Linked DNA regions of Mus musculus: regions 2 and 3 are each linked to region 1. A link is a contact called in public targeted proximity ligation data. All regions are on one chromosome and are shown on one strand. The core of a region is the stretch at or near the end of the contact, and the rest is flanking DNA. Distances in the headings are between cores, read along the strand shown.

Evidence for each region.
Region 2: a targeted proximity ligation map of the NIH/3T3 cell line shows a contact between it and region 1, with 19 read pairs. A contact is called at or near these places in 3 of 484 Hi-C or Micro-C datasets (B cells, bone marrow-derived macrophages and embryonic stem cells) and 2 of 130 datasets of targeted methods (the NIH/3T3 cell line and embryonic fibroblasts).
Region 3: a contact with region 1 is called in a targeted proximity ligation map of embryonic fibroblasts, with 8 read pairs. A contact is called at or near these places in 2 of 484 Hi-C or Micro-C datasets (embryonic stem cells and nephron progenitors), 4 of 130 datasets of targeted methods (the NIH/3T3 cell line, embryonic fibroblasts and embryonic stem cells) and 1 of 9 other capture datasets (embryonic stem cells).

What each region holds. Positions count from the first base shown.
Region 1 is chr19:32,838,380-32,842,951 of GRCm38.p6, forward strand. No RefSeq gene overlaps it. Among named protein-coding and RNA genes, the nearest start is that of Pten, 83 kb to the left of the region's middle.
Region 2 is chr19:33,027,878-33,032,449 of GRCm38.p6, forward strand. No RefSeq gene overlaps it. Among named protein-coding and RNA genes, the nearest start is that of Gm41835, 45 kb to the right of the region's middle.
Region 3 is chr19:32,972,751-32,977,322 of GRCm38.p6, forward strand. It overlaps Gm36914 (a long non-coding RNA gene), which reads left to right. Exons shown (of 4, transcript XR_877816.2): 3 at 2,595-2,698; 4 at 2,804-2,873. Gm36860 (a long non-coding RNA gene) reads right to left here. Exons shown (of 3, transcript XR_877814.3): 2 at 1-2,638. Among named protein-coding and RNA genes, the nearest start is that of Gm36860, 5.3 kb to the right of the region's middle.

The sequences.
Region 1 (4,572 bases), core at 867-3,366:
AAAATAACCATCATACTCAAAAGCTGGCAGAATTCCTTCTGGGCAAGATTTTCTCTTTTGTCCTACTAAGGTCTTAACTGTCTGAATCACACCCTCACCATGGCAAGCAGTTTGCTTAAGGTACTCTGGTATATATGTGAATCTCATTTAGAAAATACTTCATTGTGGAGACATGGCTCAGTAGGTAGGGGCATGCCACTAAGGGCTACATGAGCCTCTCACCCAAGTAGAGGCTGGACATGGTCTTCTGTGTCCCTGTAACACCAGCATTCATGGTGACAGAGACAGGAAGATCAGAGTGCTCATTGGCTGCCAGCCTAGAAAAAACAAAACTGAAAACAAAACCATGAGGTCTTGGTTCAGGGAGAGACTCTGCCTCAGAGGAACGAGATGTAGAGTTATGCAGGAAGACACCTGATACTTTTCTGGTGTCTCTGTGTGCACAGGCATGTGCAGCACACAAATATTTTAATAAATGCTCTAATAAACATCTGTGCCTTGATTTGATCTATTATCTCAGTAGTATGACCGCCAAATTTTACATAGAAAATTAAATATTGATTAGTGAGTATTTGGTGATGATGTGCTATGAAATTTATGACATTTATAATTAGTGCAGTGATACAAAAATGGGCAGAGGCTATAAGCTATACAGTTGTAAAGTGCTTACACTGTATTTGAGGTGATATAAGACTTGTAGATAACTATGATTTTTTTTAAAAAATGTAATTTGCAAGTCCTAAAAACAACACTACATTGAGAACAAGAAGTCATAGCAATTAAATTACTAGTGAAAGTAAATGTAATGATTAAAAAATACCACAGTCAGGGGAAAAAAAAGGGAAGCATAAAGCATGAAACAATGCTAATGAGGTCATTTAAAGTTTGATCATGTCAATAAAAGACTAAGAATAAGTGTTTTTAAACATCCAATTAAAAGGCAACAAGTATCTGATTGGAGAAAGAGAAAACCATAATTATATGCTATCTACAATTGACTTTTTATATAGAAATCCAGAGAGCAGGATGAAAGGAGGTTAAGAGCCCTTACTGATCTACTAAAGGATCCCAGCACACACAAACACACTCTCATAAAAATGCAGAAGGGTTCAGAAGGAAAGAATGAGAAAGCAATACTATGTAACTGTGAAACAGAAAGCTGAAGTGCCATATAGTTAAAACCAAGGAATGTTAAAAGGCTTAAGGAGATCTTAACGGTAAAGGGTTATAAGAAGCCATAGCTACTTTTAATGTGCATATATCTAATAGCAGAGTATCAACTATATGAAAAAGGTTACTAGAACTGACGATAAAAATAGACATATCCACAATTGTAGTTGGAGAGAGCATTTATTATAAGTCTGAATTATGTTGTAATACGATATTAATATAATTTCAAGTTACTATAGAAGCACTTTGATTATCATTTAAAATCAGAGCACACAGCCAAAAGGCCCCATCATCTTGTTATACATTTGAGACAACTACTGTTATCAATTTTTATGTATTGCCTAAAGGTATTTTATGATCATGCAAATTTTTTTCTTTTTGACAAAGGATAATATTACATACATTTCAGAACTCCATTTTCTTTGACCATTTTATAATATATTAGTTTCATTATTGGAACAAAAAACTATAGATTTGGTAAGTTTAGGAAGTGATATCTTCTGTATAACCATCAATGTGGTAGTTTCTGTATAAATATGACTTGAAATTTGTCATCAGGTCTTAAGCCCCAGGAAGATGTCACTATACTTTTTTTATGGAGTTGTAATATATAGTTATATATTCAATATATTTAATGTGTAGTTAGAGCATGGTACAGTCACCACTCCTTTCTAATTTCAAAACATTGACATTCTCTGTGCATGAGTTGTCACCACTACTCTCCTTCACCACCCTGGAAACCAATAATTTACTGTAGATTTATATTTACATATAAATTTTATATTTTGAACATTTCATATAAATAGAATCATACAAATTTGGCTTTTTGTATCTGCCTTCTTCCACTTGTTTTAAAGTTTCATGCGTTGTACTTCATTCCTTTTCATGACTCAAGAAAATGTAACTTTTGTAGGTATACCACATTTTGTTGGCATTAGAATTTGAAACATTCTTATTAACAGTAAATGGATGAGTCAAACTAGGACCAGGGGAATGCTATCTAGCACGCACCAGAACATAAGCTGTTTTTAATTTGAAAGTGTTTATTTTTTAATATATTTATAGTCACCATCTTTATAAGAATGTTGGGAGATGAGTGAAGCCCAGTTAGGAGAACTAAGTCAGCTGCCACGGACTTCCTGGAAGGATGCTAGCTAATGTGCGTATGAGCTGCTGAGGCTTTTCTCAGAATTAATATGACCAGGAGGCATAAAAGCAAAATAACCCAAACTTACTTGTTTTGAAACTGAAGAATGGGGCCAACGACATTCCGCAAAATTCATGGAATTTCTGATAGTTTCGGTGCAACAGGACCAGACTGGGGCAATGAGACTGTGGAGCCCCACAGGAACCAGGGAGTTTAAGTCACTGTGAAGGTTCAAAGCTAGGGTGGGAAACGTCTCCAATAGTTCCCATGTGATATCTTTAGTGTCTGTCCTTCCTCCTGTGCTCCCTCCTCTACTCTGCCCTTCCCTCCCCTACCCCATTTACCCTTCTTCTTCTGTTTTTTTTTAATCCTTGATAATTCCATGGCCTCGTTGAGTATCCCAAATGAAACACGTATCTGAAAATTCAACCCTTACATCCACAAATGAGAGAAAGCATACAGTTTGTCTTCTTGGGTTCAGGATACGTTACTCAGAATAATTGTCTCCATCCATTTACCTCAAATTTCATTTTTCTTAACACCTGAATAATATTCCATTGTGTAAATGTGCACATTTTCACCGTCTATCAGGTGATAGACATCTAGGCTGTTTCCATTTCATAGCTATTGTGATGAACAGGGACGAGCAAATACTTCTATAGTAGGATATGGAGTCCCTTGGGTATCTATAGTTATCCAAGAGTGGTATACCTGGATCATATGGTAGATCTGTTTCTAGCGTTTTGAGCAACTTCCGCACTGATTTCCATAGGGGCTGTGCCAATTTACATTCCCATTAGCAGTGAATAAGTGTTCCCTTTCCCTATATCCACCCACACCAGCATTTGTGTGTGTGTGCATGCTGTTTTGTTTTTTTTAGTTCTTTATCTTAGTCATCCCGATTGCGGTAAGATGAAATTCCAAGAAATTTTTCATTTGAATTTTCCTGATAACTACTTGTCAATTGTTAGTCCTGCTCAGAAAGTGCTCTCTGTGTGCAAACTGCCTGCTTTCCCCTTTATCAGATTTACAGCATCAGGTCTTAGGTTAAGGTCTTGATGTCCTTGTTTTGTGCACAATGAGAAATAAGAGTCTGGTTTCACTTCTCTACCGTATAGCTCTTCAGGTTAACCAGCACCGTTTGCTGAAGACGCTATAGTTTTTGCTAATGTGTATTATTGACCTCTCTGTCAAAACTCAGCTGGCTGTAAGAGTGCAGACTTATAGGTATGACCTCAGTCCTATTCTTTCGATCAATGATTTTGTTTTTAATGCTAGTGACACGCTGTTTTTAATCACCACAGCTTGGTAGCATAAACTTGGTATCTGGGATAATAATACGTCTAGCAGTTCATTTGGCTCTGTTGGGTGTTCATGTTTCTGTATGAAATTCAAGATTATATTTTTCAATGTCGGTGAAGAATTGCATTAGAACTGCGATGAGGATTACACTGAATCTGTACATTGCTTTTGATAGGTAACTTATACTCATCGAAAAGGTCCACCCCAGCAGGCTAGTTTTCAGAGTGCTCGAAGGTGCTATTCACGTTACCAGAGGAGAAAAGGAATGAGCAGCCTGTGAACTCTGTGAGCTTCAACAACAACTGGCCTGGCAGACATGACCATTGTTGCAGTAGTGGTATGAATATCACAGGAGTAAACCAACCACTTTCTGCTTGAATTTAAGGCCCACCCCACAAGTTAAAGCAACATTATTAGGGCAAATAACTTGTTGCTAGATAGTAGATGTAGTCTAGGCTAGTCTTAAACTCACAGAGATTCACCTGCCTCTGTCTCCTGAGTGCTAAGATTAAACATGTACATCACACTGGGCAGTGGTGGCGCACACCTTTAATCCCAGAACTTGGGTGGCAGAGGCAGGCGGATTTCTGAGTTCGAGGCCAGCCTGGTCTACAGAGTGAGTTCCAGGGCAGCCAGGGCTACACAGAGAAACCCTGTCTCGAAAAAAAAATTTTTTTTTAACATTATTTCACCTGGCTTGGAACATGTATGTATTTTGGGAGAAATTACAAAACTACCCAAACTGAAGGACATAAATCTACATTCTTGGTTCATATATGGGAAAATGAATCATGCTTGCCCCAGGCCAGAAAGAAAGCTCTCACCATTGGCAGAAGCCTCTTCCAAGCAGAACACTCCACAGGGTAAAGGATGGGCATGAGAGAGTCCGCAGAAGAAGACAAGCTGACCTCGCGGGTATGCCACCAGCTGCTGCTTCTGGAAACTGAAGGAAG
Region 2 (4,572 bases), core at 1,519-4,018, 190 kb after region 1:
CTGTGACCTAAGGACTGTCTGGAAATTAAGTTTTTTTTTTTTTTTTTAATCTAGAGGACATAGTCTATGACAAATCCCTATGGATCAACTAACTGTTGTAGTGTTAAACTTATTGTAGATATTTCAAGACCTTGTAAATCATGAGAAATTAAAAGAAGGAAAGAAAGAAGGAAGGAAGAGAGAAAGAAAGAAAAAAGAAAGAAAGGAAGGAAAAAGGAAGAAAGGAAGGAAGAAAGGATAGTTAGTAACTTGAAAAGATAAGATACAGTGTTACTGTATCATTGACTTACAAAACCAATATAATTTAAATCAACATCTTTTAAAATAAAACTTTGCCACACACTGCACTGATCTGGATTTGCCCAGGTAGTTTTAGTGGAGCAATCGTTTCTGTTAAAATATTCAGGAAGGTGGTCTCTTCTGTTCTGGAAAGTATTACTGAACTGCAATTGGAAACAATCACCCATGGAAGGAGTTACAGAGACAAAGTTTGGAGCTGAGACAAAAGGATGGACCATCTAGAGACTGCCATATCCAGGGATCCATCCCATAATTAGCCTCCAAACGATGACACCATTGCATACACTAGCAAGTGTTTGATGCAAGGACCCAGATATAGCTGTCTCTTGTGAGACTATGCCGGGGCCTAGCAAACACAGAAGTGGATGCTCACAGTCAGCTATTGGATGGATCACAGGGCCCCCAATGGAGGAGCTAGAGAAAGTATCCAAGGAGCTAAAGAGATCTGCAACCCTGTAGGTGCAACATTATGAACTAACCCCGGAGCTCTTGTCTCTAGCTGCATATGTATCAAAAGATGGCCTAGTCGGCCATCACTGGAAAGAGAGGCCCATTGGACAGGCAAACTTTATATGCCCCAGCACAGGGGAACACCAGGGCCAAAAAATGGGAATGGGTGGGTAGGGGAGTGGGGAGGGGGAGGGTGTGGGGGACTTTTGGGATAGCATTGGAAATGTAATTGAGGAAAATACGTAATAATAAAAAAAAGAAAAGAAAAGAAAGAAGTCCAGACATAACTGGGGTTGACCAGAGGAGACAAGGAAAATAAGTAAGATTAAATCTGCTGTTAAAAGAGATAAGGACACTTTTCAATTTGAACATAAGACATAAGCTGAAAATTTAAGCAGAACTCGAACCAAACCCATCCATCCCTTTCTAATAGAGGAGCGGAGACTAGAGATTAAGTGAGGGAGCCTGGTGGTTAAAGAGAATCTTAGAAGACCGTTCCTTCGTGAGTATAATTAGTATTGCCAATTAGTTATACACATCAATATGAAGACTTCACTGTGACATTTCCATACACACAGATTGCATGCTTTATCACATCTATGGTCTCTACCTCCCTCTCGTACCCATCCTTCTCCATCCATCCACCACTCCCTAGTAGTCCTCTACTAAGAAGACCGACTGACGCATTATCAGAACAACCAGGGTAAGATCTGCATGTACAGGTTTTTTTTTTTTTTTTTTTTTTTTTTTAAGACAACGTTTTATCTCATGTATCTGGCTATTTGGCAGGGAAGACCTTGAACAGCTGGTCATCCTACTCACAACTTATGAATTAAACATCCATAAGAATTAATGTGCTAGAACTAAAGGTGAATAATACCACAATTGATTTGTGAGATGCTAGGGACTGAAACCAGGGTTTTATATACATACAAGGCAAGCATACATTCTTAGTCCTACTTACAGCTTTTACAAACCCTCAGAATGGAGTTAATGTCCCCATAAGTGATATTTCATAGAAATAGATCTCTAATTACTCGCACCTCACTGTTCAATACACACACTCTTACCCTGCTTTTTCTCCAAGAAAACGGGTTTGCGCCTGTCACCTCTGTCCATCCCTTCCTGAGTTCTTTGTGGAACTCCATCAAGGTTGCAACATGGAGGTGCTCAGGAGAAGGAAAAGAACCCTGGACACTTGTCCAGCACCCTGGGCAGGAGCTTACACTGCTGGGGGAAGCACTCTATAATGCTGGTATGTTTAAGTGATATATCCATGCTAAATGGTAACACATGCAACACTTCCTGTTTCGGATGTGTTCTTGGCTAACCCTTTTGGAAAATGTTATATGGAGATTTTTTTCATGGCAGAGAGAGAGAAGAGAGAGAGAGAGAGAGAGAGAGAGAGAGAGAGAGAGAGAGAGAGAGCTTAAACAAAACAAGGAAGATCTAAAGCCCAGAATAATCTACCCTCCCCCCCCCCTTTTTTTCTGGGAATAGTAGGGGATCCAGCAGCCTTATTTCACGGAAGCTGTTAAGAACGAAAGCAGCATTACACATTCCATGTGTTCTTTCTAGAGAGAATCATCAATTTAATGTAAGCACACCCATGTCCTAAAATAGAATGCAGTGACACAAAGCAAACTCTGTGTGGGAAAGAACAAAACTCCTTTGACCACAGTGAGCACTCAAAGCTGGTGGCTGCCTAACCAGGTCCTCCTGGAGCTATGAAATGTGTCCATACAGAACCCTGTCCTCCAGCAGGGAAAACATTGGTGTGTGCTCTTTATGGGGGTAAATCACCCCACAAATGGTCACAAGGCTTTAGGATTTTTTGTTGTGGCAATGAGCGTTGATGTGGGAATCGGAGTCTTGAAGGAGCCTGGTGAGAACTCTCTGTGAATGGCGGGTCTATCCTTTAGCTTCTGAAGCACTGACATGGTAGAGGGAGGCTCTAGCTTGTGCTAAGACAGGTTATCTCGAGGTGGTTCTCCTACACCCCTGGCCAGCAGGCTGAAGCACTTAGGAGCTGATGAGTAACCTACCCTGCACTCTCTGCTGTAGCATGGGAAATGATGTGTTCCTGGATTCACAGCTATAAAATGCAAGCAGACTGTATCCTTGGTCTAACGGAGACTGAGAAACGAGTCTTTCTGTGTTAAAGCCCTGAGATTAACGGTTAATATTAACAACCAAAGTGTAAACTTGCTCACCTAGGCCAACACAAGCCGGTTTCATATAACATTTTTATTTGGAGTGACTCTGAGTAGTTCGGAGTAATTTTCTTTTTTCCCAATCCAAATTACTTTTCAGTTTCTCACTATCAGATCCAGGTCCAATTCTGAAAACTCTCAGCTGATTCTTTGATATGGACAATAGTGACATTTGTACAATAAGGCATATTTTGTGTTCATGGATGCTTAGACTTCCATATAAAGCCATACTATAACTATATAATATAAATAATATTATAATATCATTTATAATATTATAAGTGATAAATAAAAATATAATACAAAATAAAAATATAATACAAAATAAAAATATAAAAACCAAAGGGGTGTGCTTGCAATACTTCTGTGACATGCTATGTTCTTTATTCAAACACAATCTCTGGAAAAAATATGCTTGACATATTCTATATATAAAATGGCTTCAAGCAGCCCTTCATTAAAAAGTAAAAATCAAGAAAACATTTCTGCTATATGTTAAAGTCTATACATTTCATTTAAATTACTGAAACTCAGTGGATCTAATTCTTTTACTCAACTTCATATATCTATATATGCAGATGAGAAAAAATATATTTTAATGAGCTCATGAGGCATAGTCTCCTTGAGACCTCCTTCTTGTTGTGACAGTTTTAGTGGGATTTATCTATTTATTTATTTACTAAGTTGTTAATATGGCATTTCTGATTTTAAATGTGTTATTTTACAGCAGCCATTTTGAAAAATGAGGGTTTTTACATGGACTATTATATCATAGTTAAGCAGAGTGCATGATTCTGTAGCTTGCCGCTGGCCTGGACACCAAGAGGACTGGACTTCGCTGAGGGAGCCCTGTGTAAACGGTCCAGACAAAGCAGCTGAGGGTGACGTCGCACATCCTTCACCTAAATACTAACTGGAGTGTCTTTGGGGGCTCCTTGTGAAATGAATTATTTAACTGTGAAAAGCTAGCTCCCACTTCTAGGAAAGGCACAATAGGCACGATGACTCTAGTCTCCAGCTGAACAATACCGTTAGGAAGAACAGAGTATTTTAGGATCATCTGACCTTTATTTAAAAATGTTTGCACTTGTAGTCTTTTAACAATTCTTTGAGAGCTCTGTAGTTTGGTAGGTTTCAGGATCTCACTTGTAGTTTCGAGTAGAGTTTTAAGGTGGTCCCCACGCAGCATCCCTTTCGTGGGGGCTCACAGATGTTAAGGTCTAGCTCCTAATCTCATTGATTGTGGCTGGATGTGCATTGGAAAGTCCATTTTTGTTATTGAACAGTGCTCTTGAGCATTGCCTCAGCTTGCTTTCTGTTGCTGTGATAAGGACACCATGACTGAAGGCAACTCGGAGGAGGGAGGGGCTTAGTTTACCTCACAGCTTACAATTCCATCAGGATGGGAAGCCCAGAGGGAGGGAGGGAGGGAGGGAGGATCTGAAGCAGAGGCCATGGAGGCATGTTCTTTACTGGCTGGCTATCCCAGCTTTCCTCAGATTCCTTACTAAATACTCCACACTGTCCACCGTGGGCTGTTCCCTTCCACACCAATGGTCCAGCCATCAAGCAAACCAACAGGTTTGCTTACAGGCCAGTCTGATGGGAG
Region 3 (4,572 bases), core at 926-3,425, 130 kb after region 1:
AGGTAGTGAAACCTTAAGGAAGTGGATCCTAGAGGAAGTTAGGTCATGAAGGAGGTTTTTTGAGGGGGCTGTTGGAACCCTGGATGCTGTCATTCTGCTTCTCTTTGCTTCCTGACTGCAGCGAGGTGAGCATCTTGGCATTGCCTCACCACTCTGTGTTTTCCTACCATTCTATGTGTCCAGATGCAGTACAGCCAAGAGACCATGGACTAAAATCCTTGAAATCATGAGTCACATAATTAATACCTTTGACCTAGAGTAGTCACTGCAACAGAAAGATGAAGAGGTGTCTGCCTACGTTATCAATAAAGGATACACATCAAACTTCTTAAAATAGCACATTAGGCAGGGGCTTCATGGCTCAGTCTGTTTTCCTCTGCATCTTCCTCTCTCAACACTTAGCTGGCCCTGATGATTCCCGAAGACACATATTCAACCTGGGCATTACCTGTGAGTTCCCAAGACAGTGTGCTACGTGGTGCCTATGTTTCTATTTATCTGAATCTGGGAGCTGTTTCTGAGGTCTCTTCCCTGTTGATGCCAGCAGGTCCTAAATTCAGGCTGCTGGAGCCTGACCTCCTCCACGTGGTATCTCTGATCTCTGTGAATGAAGGTAGACCTTTTCTGCATCTGCTACACTTCTGTAATCTTGGGCTTGCTCATTAATCTCCAGAGAGTGGAGAGCTTGCAGTAAGGGTCCATGGCATCATTTTGAATATACCTTCAATGCCCAACTCATTTTAGGGATTCAGAAAAATGATGCTTTTTTGTTAACAAAAACTTTGGTTTTTCCTTTGAAACAATGCTTCAAAGAGGCTGTCATGTTATCCTTATTCCTGTAAATCAACAACTGACAACTTTGTATGAGTGTGAGTTTGTGTGTGTGTGTTTTGGGTGAGGGTGAAAGGGATAGATGAGGTCTAAGTCAAACTGAGAAATAAGAATTTCAGACTCTTATCTGCCTCTGTTAAGACCCTCATTTTAGCAGATCAGTTATTCTGACTTATCATAAGAATTTAAAAGACAAAAACAAAACATTACAGTTTCGAAACCCTACAATCCAGCTAAGAACTAATAAGAAACCTGGTGAATGAGAAATAAAATACTGATAGAAATAAGAGGTACAGTTTTTATGTCTTAGTTTATTATTTTAAAAACCATGAATGGCAGAGGATGTTGTGAAAGCATTTGGGAAGCAAGCCTAGGGAATAAGTTGGGGAGCAGAAGGTGAGACTGGGAAGCCAGTTCCCACTGTGGTCTCACTGGATACTCCTGAAAGGAGTAGAACACACCTCGGGCTTATCGAAGAGCTAGGAAGCTGGCTTGTTACTGTCTCTCATGTCTACTTCTGAGGGATAAACTTGCACCTTGCTTTGTGCTCAGACTCACTGCACTTTGATGCCAGAGAGGCTCAGGGCTCCTGGAAGTGGCTATCTGTGGATTTGGATGAGTGCTGAAGCAGTGGGGGAGAGGGGAAATGTGGGGAGAAGAGTTTGCAGTACCAATTACGAATCCTCAAGTGTTCTTGCATTTGCTCATAAGAACCGGACTCCGGATTTACAATAAAATGTGCGCAACACAAACCTACAGATTGAGTTAGGTAACTGGTTCTCAGCTGGGTGTAATTTAGTCTCTTCCCTTGGAGAATAGTTTGTCAGTGTCTGAAATTGGTTTTAGCTGTCATAAGTGGGAGGGTGAGAGTTCTGGTGTCTAGTGGGCAGGGACCCAATTACCCCTAAACTAATAACTAGACTAAAATTTCAACAGCGCTGAGGGTTTGATTCTCTAGGTTAGGGTTATTAAAAATTTCAGATAACACAAAGGTTCAGAGAACCTTTCTTTGGCTTATAAAGCCAGTACAAGGCCAAGATTGAACTAGACTTCTATTTCCAAAGCTTGTGTCTTCTAGAGATCAAGATACCGAAAAATAGAACAACTCACAACAAACAAACATCCCCAGATCTATACTGGCCATACCTCCTGGCCCAGAACTTCAAAGGCTTCTGAAACTGGGTGAAGCTGGCTGGAGCTGGCTGGGGCTGGCTGGGGCTGGCTGGGGCTGGCTGGGGCTGGCTGGGGCTGGCTGGGGCTTGGGGGAGGTGGAGAATGAGAACCTTTCCCATCCTCTTCTGGCCTTGCTCTCTCCTGGGCAAGTTGGGGCAGGTTCCCTGGGCACAAATCCCAGATTTGCATACCAGGCCTGGCTAGGTGCCCTTAGCTGGAAGCTCCAACTCCTTTGCAATGTACACGGTTGTCCTTCTTCAGCCAAGGTTGGCTGGTGGTTCTTTGTGGAATGGCAGCGCCCCACATTCCCCCAGGCTTGGGATGGTCTCTGGCAAGCTAGTGGAGTGAAGAGTTACAGGTGGTGCAGACATGGTTTGGAAGGAATCCCAGCTGGGGCAGCACCAAGAACCTTCTGATCGCTAACCAGATAACTGCGGTGGCTTGCAGACTCCCAGGAACCTCCCCTACTCTAGGAAACTAGCTTCAAGGGCAACACGGGCTTCTGAGAAGCCAGAAGAAGCTCAAAAGTGGAAACTCCTCTGTCAGCTTTGCCTTCTCAGCTTATAATTTTTTTTTCTTTTTCCCGAAAGCACCGAGTTCTCCGTTGCCATGTCCCTTAAGATGGGGAGTCAGCCTAGGAATGAACAGAGAAGTGGAACTCAGGATACAAAGACAGTCACAACCGGAAGACAAGGTGCAAATACTGATGGGGCTCTGAGCTTAGCTGTTTGTTTTGGGGGGGTTGATGGACACTTTGGGTTAGGTTTTTTTTTTTTTTTTTTTTTTTTTTTTTGCACAGGCAAAACCTAGGCTCCTTTGAATGCCCTCGGCTCTGCAGTGTCCTGGTCTTCTGGTTTCCAGACTCACATCTTGCCTCAGGGGGATTGACAGCTATCCCACATGCTGTTTCTGATCTGTTTAATCAAACTTTCATTTGATGTTGGTTGGAATTTCACATGTGGACCAAATACAAAGAAATTAAGTGATTCCAGCAGCTTGAATCTAAGGGAAGCATTAATCTTTGATATCAAATAATCTGTTTCCAGGGGCACTGGGTAAAAGCTGGTTCATTTGTTCATTCATTACTTCATTCCCCCCTCACCCCCATGTGGCAAGCAATTACTAAGGACTACCCTGCTCAAAGCTTTTCATAGGTATTGTGAGGGTCATTAAGGGAAGTGCAAAGAAGCTTAAGATCTAATGAGGGAAAGAGATGATCTAGCCCACCTTGCAGGACAGAAGTTGGCATACTGCAGAAACTCACTTCTGGGCTATGAAATGATTCTGGCATAGAGAAGAGGGAACAATATGTGGTATAATCTAAGAAAGTGTACCACGGTAGAGGAAGAGAAAAATGGTATTTTATTGAGGAGCAGGTATGGAAAAACATACCGACCAAGTAGGCTCGGTTCTTAAAAAAATTTTTAAAATTATCATCTTGTCCTATTTTTATACTGTCCTGTTCTTAGAATAGTTAACTTTTTGTATTAAATAATATCAAGACATAGCTTGTGGAGCATTGCATTCCTGTAAACAGTGACTATTCCATATGTACAGACATCAATGGTGGGATTTCTTACAACTAGAGTGACTTGATATTTTTTGATATTTTTTCTTGACTAATAATTATGTAAATTTGGGGCCTTGATCTGTGTATTGTTGCCCAATTTTGTCCTCTCTACATCTTTCCCTCTTTTAATTCCTTCCTCTTCTTTCTGAACTGAGGCCTGAGCCTGGGGTTCCAAGCTTCTTAGGGAAGCACTTTTCCATCATGCTGCATGCCCAGCGAATAGTTCATTCTTTTCAATAGCTTATATTTACTCTTTTGAAGAATCGTTCTGCTGTGATACATTGAAAGTGAAATAAGGAGACGCTTTTCTACGCGCAGGTGCCCTGAGAACATTTTTGTGAAACATTGCTGACCTCAGTCTTTCCATTATAACATAAGCTACCATAGAATGAAACTGTGTGTGTGCTCACATCTCAGTCTTACGCCCATGAATTAGTGACTTTCATTGTTTGTTGTAGTACATTGAAACAATGAAAAAAAAATCTTAGATCAACTACCATTGAATATCTTTCAATTTTTCAAAACTCACTGGTAGTTCTCAACTTGAATTAGTACTTGGTTTTTTATAATCACGAACAAGAAATGTAGTCCTTGTTCTGTTTGTCCTAGAGATTCTTTGTGCAGGCTGTGGGCTTAGGCTCACTATTCTGTTATTTTGTGGATGTGTCAAAACCACACATCCCTATTCTTTCTCTCCTATCACCCCCATTTTGTATATAAGGACTTTTATAGTGCTAATTTTAAAAAATAAACAAACGGTCTTACACTTATTGCCCCTTCCATAAGCTTATTGTCTCTTGCACTGTTTATCATTCACTGTTTCTTTGACCATGTAGTTTAGTGTCTGCCTTGATGTTGCACTAGGTACCAGGGATGCAAAGATAGGATGCAAACTTTCCACTTTCTAGGAGTTAAGAATCCAATAGGAGAGATAGAGACATGAATATAAAAACATAAGGACTAGGTTGGATATTTGTGAAGGAATCAGAGAGGCTCAG